Linked DNA regions of Mus musculus: region 1 is linked to region 2. Evidence: chromatin contacts called from public HiCAR-type data. All regions are on one chromosome and are shown on one strand. Each heading gives the region's core, a stretch centred on a gene start, on an enhancer-like site or on the middle of the called end of the contact. The rest is flanking DNA. Distances are from core to core; before and after follow the strand shown. Region 1 has its middle 15 kb from the start of Gm41418. Region 2 has its middle 31 kb from the start of Gm30567.

Evidence for each region. HiCAR-type assays count read pairs that join an accessible place to other places.
Region 1: a contact with region 2 is called in a HiCAR-type map of embryonic stem cells, with 2.3 times the contacts expected there. The contact joins two enhancer-like sites. A contact is called at or near these places in 2 of 484 Hi-C or Micro-C datasets (both in embryonic stem cells), 7 of 115 datasets of contacts at active chromatin or transcription factors (the NIH/3T3 cell line and embryonic stem cells) and 1 of 9 other capture datasets (embryonic stem cells).

Annotation. Positions count from the first base shown.
Region 1 is chr16:9,262,696-9,267,944 of GRCm38.p6, reverse strand. No RefSeq gene overlaps it. Among named protein-coding and RNA genes, the nearest start is that of Gm41418, 15 kb to the left of the region's middle. Within about 2 kb of position 2,999, at least 9 of the 459 cell types and tissues checked have an H3K27ac peak or open chromatin away from gene starts, as enhancers often do. A contact at or near this core is called in embryonic stem cells, where this site is marked.
Region 2 is chr16:9,082,506-9,087,920 of GRCm38.p6, reverse strand. No RefSeq gene overlaps it. Among named protein-coding and RNA genes, the nearest start is that of Gm30567, 31 kb to the right of the region's middle. Within about 2 kb of position 4,035, at least 17 of the 459 cell types and tissues checked have an H3K27ac peak or open chromatin away from gene starts, as enhancers often do. A contact at or near this core is called in embryonic stem cells, where this site is marked.

The DNA of each region.
Region 1 (5,249 bases), core at 1,750-4,249, 180 kb before region 2:
CTGGGGTCTGATTCAGAGCATCCACATGGCAGCTTACAACTCATGTCTGTAACTCCAGTCCCAGGGAATCAGTTGCCCTCTTCTGACTTCTGCAGGCACTGCACACATGTAATGAACACCTTCAGGCAAAACACACATAAACATAAAATAAAAATAAAGGAAAAAATTAATTAGTATGAAGAACTACTTAGAAAAGACATTCAACATAGGTCTCTAGCCCCTAGCATACACATGTATAAATTTACATGTAGAACAGTACATACATATAACTCACACGCGTGCGCGCGCACACACACACACACACGAACACACACATGAACACATACACAGCTCTATTAGTTTCTTTTTATTAGTTTCTTCTACTGGAGGTTATCTTAGCTCAAACTGGTATGTCAGGTTACTTTAAAATCATTTCATTAGGTCTAAGCATCCCTCATCCCATTCCCAGTACCAACTTCCCCTCATTTAGTTTCCATTCTCTTGGGAATTGGAACAAATTAGTGTGCCCTTCCCCAACCTTGAGCAGGCAGAGCAGACCTTGAGTGCTTGCCACAATGGGCTTAACCACCTAGGTGGAGTCATCTGCCTTGGTTGCACATGCAACTTCCTACTGGAACTTAGAAGAATAGACTGCCTGCTGAGCTTGCTTTGCAACAGAATCCAGCTGAAACAAAGGATGGGTCTGTGGGCTCTCCCTATATAAACACAGTGTTGAATATTAAACTTGGAACCTTGATCAGAATCTTGTCTTGGCTTCGTTCTTCTCTTGCCACTTCCCCACCCACCCAAGTTCATTTCCACCACCCCGTGGAAGGTCAATCCAGTTTGTCCATGGCTGCTGGATGGCTACAGGTGCTAGCTATAAATTTTATTTTTTGGAGGCTATTGTTGCAGGAGGTACAATAAGGGGTTACAGGACAGGTTGAAGAGGTGTTGACCCAACACCAACATTACCTAGGGGTAACTGCACAATGAATTCTAAACAGGCATTTGTCCACAACCAAGAGTTGCATCAGGTGAAGGGATCAGGGTTTAAAAAAACAGATGTCAGAAAAATTCTTAGCTCAAGTAGATTTATGCTGTGCATGGTTCCCAGAAGTAGGAATGGTAAATAAACAAATGACTTGAGTAAGAGAGAGAGAGAAAGAGAGAGAGAGAGAGAGAGAGAGAGAGAGAGAGAGAGAGAGAGAGAGAGAGAGACTAGGTTTCTAGGTTTCAGAAAAGCAGTTGTCCCAGGTCTGGGACGCTTTAGCAAAAGAGAAGGAAAATGGATAAAAGCTATTTCAGAGCTCTCCTAGAGACTCTCTGGCTCCTACTGGAGATATCCTTAGTTCTAGCTCTGGGTGTCTTAGGTAGAATATCTGGGTCCCTTTGGGATATTACATTCTCTTCCCTCTCTGTCATCTGTCCTTGGTGCACCAATCTGTCGTGTCTGTCAATTTATGTCTGTTTTTGTTTCTTTGTTTGAATGATAGTTGTTCTGTGTTTCATGTTCAAAAGAAAAAATGGTTAAAACTTTATCTGCTGGCTGTCCACCCTTTGATTTGGTGTAACTTGTTTAAAAGGCAGTCCCAATTGGCCTTTGGAGCCCTGCACTTGTAGTTAGGAATCTAGTATAGCTGAAGAAGCCCTACCTGGAGCTGATTATCTGTAAAAGCTTCTCTTAAAGGGGCCAGCAACTTCTCAAGTTCTATGGTAAGGGAGTTGATGGTTGTTTCTCCTATAAAAATTTCTGGCTGTGATTATTGGGTTCAGAAGGTAACAAAGTGCTCTTCTCTTGAAATTATAGCTAGAAAAGTAAGAATTTTGTCCAGTGTAAATATATAAGATGTGTATAGTCACTTCATTTTTGTCTCTGACTTATTTTAAAAGTATAAATATGTTCTGCATGTCTTGGTTATAGAGTGTTGGCTTATAAGTTATTTGGTATGACTAAAAGTTTGTAACATTGGTAACAGAAAGTTAGCTTAAAGCTGGTCACTCAGGGTTGGAATCATTCTAAACAACAAAAGGTGGCATTAGCCAACCCAGGAAAACAGGTCTCTAAAGATACTACTAAATTGGGATAATATTTGATATAACTCTTATCCTAGAAATCAGACTAGGATTTAGGGCAGTGTCTCTTTGAGGTATTGGAGGCTGCACTGTCATGCATTTGTGTGTAGGAACTGGCAGCCAAAACCTTTGTAGTGTGGGGGCGATGCACTTGGTGTTTGTGGAGAGACTGGATTGTTTGTTGGAGGTTGAGTTTTGCTTTCCAAAGTTATGGTTGTGCTCTGATGTTGCAAGGGAAACTTTAAAATTATAGTTAAACTGCCAGTGTTCCATTGGCTGCAGTTTACAGTTTGCTTACAGGCTCAAGATTTTTAACTCACTCATATTTGTAATTAAGAAAAAATCAAGCAAATGGAGATGATTACAAGAGTAATAAAAGTTAAAAACAGCTGTAGCACAGTATTGGCCTGCTGCCCCTTTTACATAAGCTTTATTGGATGTAGTGGTAGAAGCAAATAAGTCCCCCAAGATTGGGAAGGTCATCTCAGTGGGAGGAGTTTATCTAACTGTGTCCCAATGAACTGATAAAAGTAGCTGGTAGAATTTTTGGAGACCCTCAGGCAGGAATTCCTTTTGTTACACAATTGGCTTATGAGAATGCTAATGCAGCCTGATGTGCTGCCATCCAACCATACAAAAGCCAAGACAGACTTATCTTGATATATTTGTCTTTGTGCAGAAATTGGATCCTCATACAATCAGGGTCTGGCTATGACTGTCGCCTGGCAGGGGACTACAGTACAAGCAATGCTTTTCACAGCACCGAGATGATAAGGAATGTTTTAAGCTTGGGGGCATAGGTCATTTTAGGAAAGACTGTCCAAAAAATAGAGGCATAGACAGGCAGCAGAATCACTCCCCTGGAATTTGTCCTCAGTGCAGGAAGGGTAATCATTGGGCTAGGCCTCAGGAAATAGGCCCAAATTAAGTACATTTACATTTGAGTTAATGCAAAGTTCAGAGCTAGCTCAATGGAGGCTTGTGTGGCTGTTCTTTTGTCATCCTGACTAGCCCCTAAAGGTGTTTACCAGATTTTGTTTATTGCCTTGGTTGATCCTTGACGTAGAATTGATCTTATCATTTTGCATGTACTTAAAGTAGTATAATAGCAGACTGAAAAAAAAAAAAAACCTGCTTTAGCTTCAGCACTGGCTGGCGTCATGTTAAAAAAAAAGAAAGCAGGAAAAAATCCTCAGGACTTACTTTTATGTTATAGAGATTTGCAAGGGGCATGAGCTGATAAAAGATTACCAATCTATCAAGGAGTAATAGATAATAATTATGCAGGAGAAATTAGAATTATGGCTGCTTTCCCCCATGGCATTATAGTTGTGCCTGCTAATAAAAGAATTGCTCAACTTATTTTCATTCCCTTGTATCCACTACCCTCCAAATTTGTCAAAAGTAAGAGAGAACAAGGAGGTTTTGGTTCCTCTGATGTGTACTGGGTTCAATATATTATTACTAATAAGAGACCTAACCTTAAATTACTGATTGAAGAAAAAAGATTTGAAGGATTAATAGACTCTGGACCTGATGTATTCACTCACCTCCAAGGGATTGGTTATTCCATTAATCCAAAACAAAGTTAAAACTTAAGATGTATGAAAGGTTAATGAAACTAATTGGGGCACTACAACCTGGATTACCTACTCCAGCTGCCATTCCAAAAAATAGGTATAATAGGTTTACATTTAGTGTGTCTGCTTGTAATTTTGAATAGCCCATCATTAAAAGGCTTTGCCTCAAAGAATGGCTAATGGTGCTACATTACATCAAAAATTTGTTTCTGCTTCAGTACAAGAGGTTAGGACTTTGAATCCTTCAGTGTATATTCATATATGGATATTTTATTAGCTGATCCCTCTGAAGGAGTTTTACTATAAGCCTTTGCTCTTATACAACAAGTTTTAAAAATTTGGAGTAGTTGTTGCTCCAGAAAAGATTCAAAGGCAATATCTTTTTCAATATTTGGGGCTTCAGTCATATTCTAAACAAAAGTATGGCACAGAAATTTTAGGAAAGAAAAGATAATTTACTTCAAATTATTTTCAAAAATTTTTTAGGAGATGTTAAGCTTACCACAGGAAAACTTAAACCTCTGTTTTATATTCTCAAGAGGCATGCAAATCCTAACTCCCTTGGACAATCAACGGTTGAGGGATGAATAGTTTTGCCGAAAGCAGAGGAAGCTATTAGCCAACAACAGATATATTATATAGACTATGATCAATTGTTGGCTATTTCACAGCAGCTTTTTGGCTATGTGGATTCATCTTTCTTCATCTCCAGGTAAAGTTTAAACACCCTATTATGAAGCTGTTGCTGTGTTAATACAGAATTGTATGACAGAATCAAGAAAATATTTTGTGAAAAGACCTGAGGAAGGATTCCTTATTCCAAACAGCAATTAAATTTGATATTGCAGAATACTTATATTTGGCCTATTGCATGGCAAACTTTTTAGGCAAATTTGATAACCATTATCCAAAAGACAAGTTGTTAGAATTTGCCTCTATACATACTTTTGAATTTCCTGTAAATTTACCCATGCAGCTGATAAAGAATGTATTTACTATATTTATTAACAGCTCATCTAATGGGAGAGGAACTTATGTTATTATATCACTGTTTATTTTCTCAAGTATCCCCACCCTCCACTTCACAAATAACTGAATTACATGCTATAGTCACTGTTTTTGAAATGTTGAAAAATCAAACTTTTACTTGATACTGATAGCAGATATATAGCTCATAGTTTATAACTGCTTGAAATTGTTCATTTTTTAGATACTACTAATTCTCAAATTTTACAGTTATTTATACAAATACAGCTTACTTTAAGAAATATGTACTGTTCCTTACTTTGTAGGACATGTGTAAGCTCATACTGGACTGTCTGGGCCCCTGGCAATGCCACAGCAGATTTGTACACCGGGCAGATTATATGTCTTACAGGAACCATTAGCCAAACAATCTCATTCTTTACATCATCAAAATAGTAATAGTTTGAGACAACAATTTGGTATTTCTAGAAAATATGCATGTCAAATTGTAAAGACTTGTTCTCAATTTCTTCATGTACCACATAATGGTGTTAATCCTTGTTTTAGTTAGGGTTTTACTGCTGTGAACAGACACCATGACCAAGGCAAGTCTTATAAAAAACAACATTTAATTGGGGCTTGCTTACA
Region 2 (5,415 bases), core at 2,786-5,285:
GATATGAAAAAGAAGCAAGCCACCCCTGACTCCACCACTGAGAATCTGGGAGGATTCAAAAGCCATGTCCTCCTCGTCATCGGTACCCAGCTCACTCACAGGCTAAAGGAGACCGTGCGAAGATGCTTACCACTCCATCAGGCCATCAGAACACATTCGCGGCACTCGTTCCTGCTTAGCAGATGCTGTCTTATATTGTTTTCCTAAATGGATGCCCTACCAGGATTTGAATGCAAACAATTTCTTTAAAAGAAAATGTCAAGAAGGCAGCCGAAGAAGTGGGAGCCTCTTCTTCACAAATCCACATAAGAGGGAGAGAGAGAGACAAAGCAGGTGCAGTGACCCATGCCTGTGATGTCAGTACTGAGAAAGAAGAGGCCCAGAGGATCCCAAAGGATGGTTGTTAGCCAGTCTAGACAAACGAGAACGCTCCCGTCAGTGAGAGATCGTGTCTTGAAAGATAAGGTAGAAAGCAATGGAGGAAGACAACTGACATCACTTTCTAGCCTCCACATGTAAACAAATGTGTGCACATATGTATGCATGCACACGCACGCGCACACACACATGCACACATATATACACACATACACACATGGACATGCATGCACATAGGCACATACACACACTCATACACACATGTGCGTAAGTACATGTGCATGTACACATTTGAGCACATGCACAGACACACACACACACATGCACTCACATAGAGACAAAAACACACATGCATACATGTGTATGCACACAGGCACATGCACACATGTGAGCACACGCACGCACACACACACACACACACACACACACGTGCATACACACATATACACAAGAAGCACTAGGACAGTGAGAGGAGAAAAGCAGATGTTCTGAGCAGGTCACCAGCATAGGATTCTGGGTTCTGTCACAACAACAGCACTGGGAGAAGGTGCAGAACATTTTCTCTCCTGTGTTAGTCCCAACAAGGGCATTTACTCAACACCTCCTGGCTGCTGTAGGCTGAAGGCTGCTCCTGAGGCATTCATCCCTGGCACTTATAACTTCTGGGACAAGCAGTCCCTAAGGCCAGAGATCCCTCGAGCAGAGCCACAGGCTCTTTTGCAGCAGAAGCTTCTGGCAGGGACTGTGGGCACAGGGGAGTATGTGGCCAACACCAAAGCTTTTTATGTTGTATGGCAGGCATGAGATAAAGCAATAAGCCCAAGCTCGTGCTAATACAGAGACAGTGCTACAAGCAAGGAAGAAAGGCATGTGAGGCTCAACTGCCTACCCCTCTATACCCTTACCAACCAGGTAAAGTTCTTTGGGAACAAACTGCATGATGTCAGTTATCCACTCACCTCTCACAAATTAAATGTTCAAATTAAAAGAAATATTGGCAGCAACAGAAATGGCCCAGTGACCTTTCTTGTTTCTCCTGGCCTAGAATTGTTCCCCTAGGACTGCTGCCTCTCTGACAAGCACAGAAACTTGGTTGTGCTATCTATCCATCCACTGAATGGTTGTTAAATGCCCAATAGACTCCAAAAACTTTGTAGGAAATGGAGACACACAGAGGAGTAGAGTAGACATGACCTTGGCCCGCCTTCCAGACAGGATAAGGAACCCATCAAGTGACAGAAAAGATGAGAATGGATACAGGAGCAGTTTCTACAGTTGTTTCTTCACCCTTAAAATGCATGTGACTGCGCCCAAGGATGATTACTGATATACAGACTCAAGGGCTGAGTCTAAACGGCAAGCAAGCTATCAGCTGGCCCCAGGTACAGACTCAGAGCATCAGAGTCACCGGCCCCACCCCAGCCACACATGGCCACTCCCCAGACAGCCCTGCCTCAGCCCAGCCCTAGCCCCACCCCAGCCCCACCACCATGGCCAAAAAGAGAACAGGGAGAAGAGAACAAATTGAGAAATAAAGAAAGAACTCACTCGTAGGAGAACATTGCCTTATCCATTAACCTAAATAGTAGTTTTATAGAAAGGAGAGAAAAAGAGAGATCCATGAATTGGGAAGCATTATTTTAGATGCTGAGAAAGGGACTGTTTGTTACCACTTCCCCAGAGAAGATATCACCCACCATCTCTCAATGTTGTACTAACATTTGTGTGGCCAGGAGCTCTTAACATGGGGCGGAGTAGAGGAAACTCTAAGAAAAGAATCTACAAGCCTGGAGTGAGCCCCCACAAGATGCGAGCTCTGTACCCAGACATGGGCACATTACTGAGGTACTGCCATTAACCATCTAAGCCTGTAATGACTTGCGTCCAGTCTCTGGTACCCCTATTCATCATGTACCCCTTCCTCCCTGAGAAACCTTCCAGTCCCCTCACTATCCTGCATAAAACCATCTAATTAAGCCAAAATGAGCTAACTGGATATGCATGCAAATAGGGTTAGATTTTATTTGAAGTTCCCTAAACCAAAGTATAATGACAGTGAATGGAGCAACCACCCAGGAAGGCAGATGGGAGCTGCTAAGCAGGCTTCAGAGGCCTCAGATGTCAATCAATGTATCCAATATAGACAGGGGCATTGCTAGTAAATACACTGTCATATGGTAGGCTATAATTTATGGGAGAACAGAAGATGAGATAGAGGCTTCTGGGTCCTTATCCTAACCCCCGTCTGTTCTTGCCTAAACTAGCTTGTGTGGGTCTCTATTACTTGCAGCTAAAAAGACTCTTGATTAGGAGACAGGTTTCCAGATGGGCCAGGAGAGCCAATGTTCCCAGCTCAGTGAATATGTGTTTTTGAATGAATGAGCAATACTGTAACCCAAAAGAAAATAATTATGAGCAATTTTTCATATCAGCAAAATGTGAAGGGGACCTTCTCTCACTCCTAGTATGTCACTCTGCTGATAGCTGCCCAGCTGTGGCAAAGTGATCTCAAATTTAACATTGACAAAGGGCAAGGAGAGTCTGACGTTTAGAAAGAGCTCTGGATACAGAGATGCCTGGGTCCATGCCCCTCTACCAAACAGTCAGATTCTCTCCAATAAGTATCCCAGTCCTTGGGTCTTCTTACAATAAAGGCTCTGTAGCAGAGGCTGGCTGATTCCTTGACCTCTGTTTCTACTCTCTTTTCCCTAACAGCTTTAGAGAAAATTGTCTTCAAGCCCTGCAGCGGGAGTCAGCTCTGACTGGCTTAAACCTGTCAGCATCTTTTAACACTCCTACCACAGTCTTTGGTGACAGTGTGGGTGTGGGAGGTACAGAGGGGCAGCAGAGGTGAATCTCAAGACTTATGATTGCCAAGCAGAAAGGGATGTCCTCTTGGTGCCCTGGACATGAACCAGAATGCATGAAGGAAGCATCATTTACTTGAGCCACCTTGCAGTCATGAAATACTCCATCAAGGGAATGAATTGTATGGCAAAACTGGGCAGTAAAGCCATGTTGAGGGAAGTACTAAAAAGAACTTCAACTTGTTGAGCTACTCTCAGCCCCAGCAGTCTCGATGGCCAGTTCTTATCTCATGGGGATTCTCTGACTCGGAGCTCCAAAATCTCTCCACCCAGCTCACTAAGTTCCCATTGGCTGGTCATTACCACACCAGCCCCATGCTTCAAATCCCCCATGGTCTTTGTGTTGTATATCAGGCAAACCCACACTTTGTCAAGTATATCTTTTTCTCTTGAACTCAGATGAGCTGCCACATGAAGGAAACCACAACACAAACTTAGTTCAGAAACAATGGTAACTCAATCGCTGGGTGCAACAACTAAAATCCTAATCTTGTAAGCCTTATTATATCTAAATCCTCCAGTGGCAAATCCTGATAGATCCACCATTGAAACTGGGAGACACTAGTAGCTACAGCTTGTCCTCCCCCATCCCCATCCAAAAGGACCCTATCTCTCTCTCTTGTTTCCTCTCTTTGCCTACCCAACCCAGAAGTCCTGCCTACAAACCCACTGATTGGCTCCTTTATTCATTAGGAGATGGTTCACAGGAAGTCACCTGAGTACATGACTCATTCCTCATTCACAATCCCTCCCAGGAAAGTGAAATTAGCATCAAAATACAAGCAATCCGAGGACTATCCACAACAAAGCCAGAGACCTGATTGTACTGAACCTAAGGCTAGCGCTTGCTCTGGACATTGTAATTGAATGAACTAGTTAGTTCCCTTTCTTTGTATGTATTTTTCTCCTCATTGTTCTCTTACTACTACTACTCTTCTTCCTCTTCTTTGTGGTACTGAAGATGGAAGCCAGGACTTCAAGAATGCTAGGCAAGCACTCCACCACTGAGCCACATCCCAGCCCTGCAGTTGAGTTTTCTATCACTTGAAAGTTGATGCATCCATAACAATCCAGTGTGTAGAAGCACCCTATATACACCGGCCCACGTTTTATTAAAAACAAAACTATACCGACCTATACTGAAATCACAATCGAAGGTTCTTTGTAAACCCAGAATTTGTGTAGAAAGGGAAGGAATTACTGTTTGCCCTGAAGACAAATGGAAGTCAAAAGTTTCATCTTTCTTCTGAGCCCCAAAGCACAAGTTAATCAAAGTAATGAAAGAGACAGAATCAAGGATTTGTTCTGATAACGATTGATTTTGAGAAGCCAAAGCCAATTATTCAAAGCTTCCTGCATACTCATTAGTTCTGTTGAAGAGCAGCTGTTGGGTCAGAAGGATTCGCCTGCGCAGGACTGGCACAGAGAAATCTGTGAAGTAGCTCAGTGATGCAATTCCATCCCCCTCAAGATCTGGACTGAGCAGAGACAAATGAAGCCAGCTCCCATGAGAGTCCCAAACAGGGGAAACCTCCATGGTAAACACATGCTGTTGGCCTCCTATTGGTGGCAGAAACTCCAGGTTACCAATGCTTTGTGACTCTGACCCTCTCTGAGCCTCTGGTTCCTCATCTGGGAGATGGGCACAATAACACTTGCTCTGCCTAGCCACAATCATGTAACAGGTCAGCTAGAACTGGATGCAAATTCAGTATTCTGGCTATTTTGTGGGAAAGGAAGGAGGAATGCTATCCCATAGAAAGTATCACAGGGGGGTGAAGTATCAGGCACCAATGGCAAGGACTTTATATTAGATATAGACAAAGACTTCTCCTCCTGTCCTGGAACATCTGACAGTCACTGAACACTTAGAGTGGGTGGGGGCACTGGATACAGATGAGCAACAGTCACACACGGTTTCTGCCTCATGAGCCTTATATGCTAAGAGAAAGAAGAAGCAAACAATCAATATTTGTGCAAATAAAAAGGATTATTTCAAGAAAATGTCCTAACATAGTTCATCCCATTAGGGAGGAATGGCTACTGCCCTATCCATGCCTAACTTTGCCCCATTCATCACAATACCTGACCTTCCCTTTGTCCTCTGTGACATGACCTCCTAACCTCTGATGTTATTTCTCTACATACTGCATAGTCTCCATCATTTCTG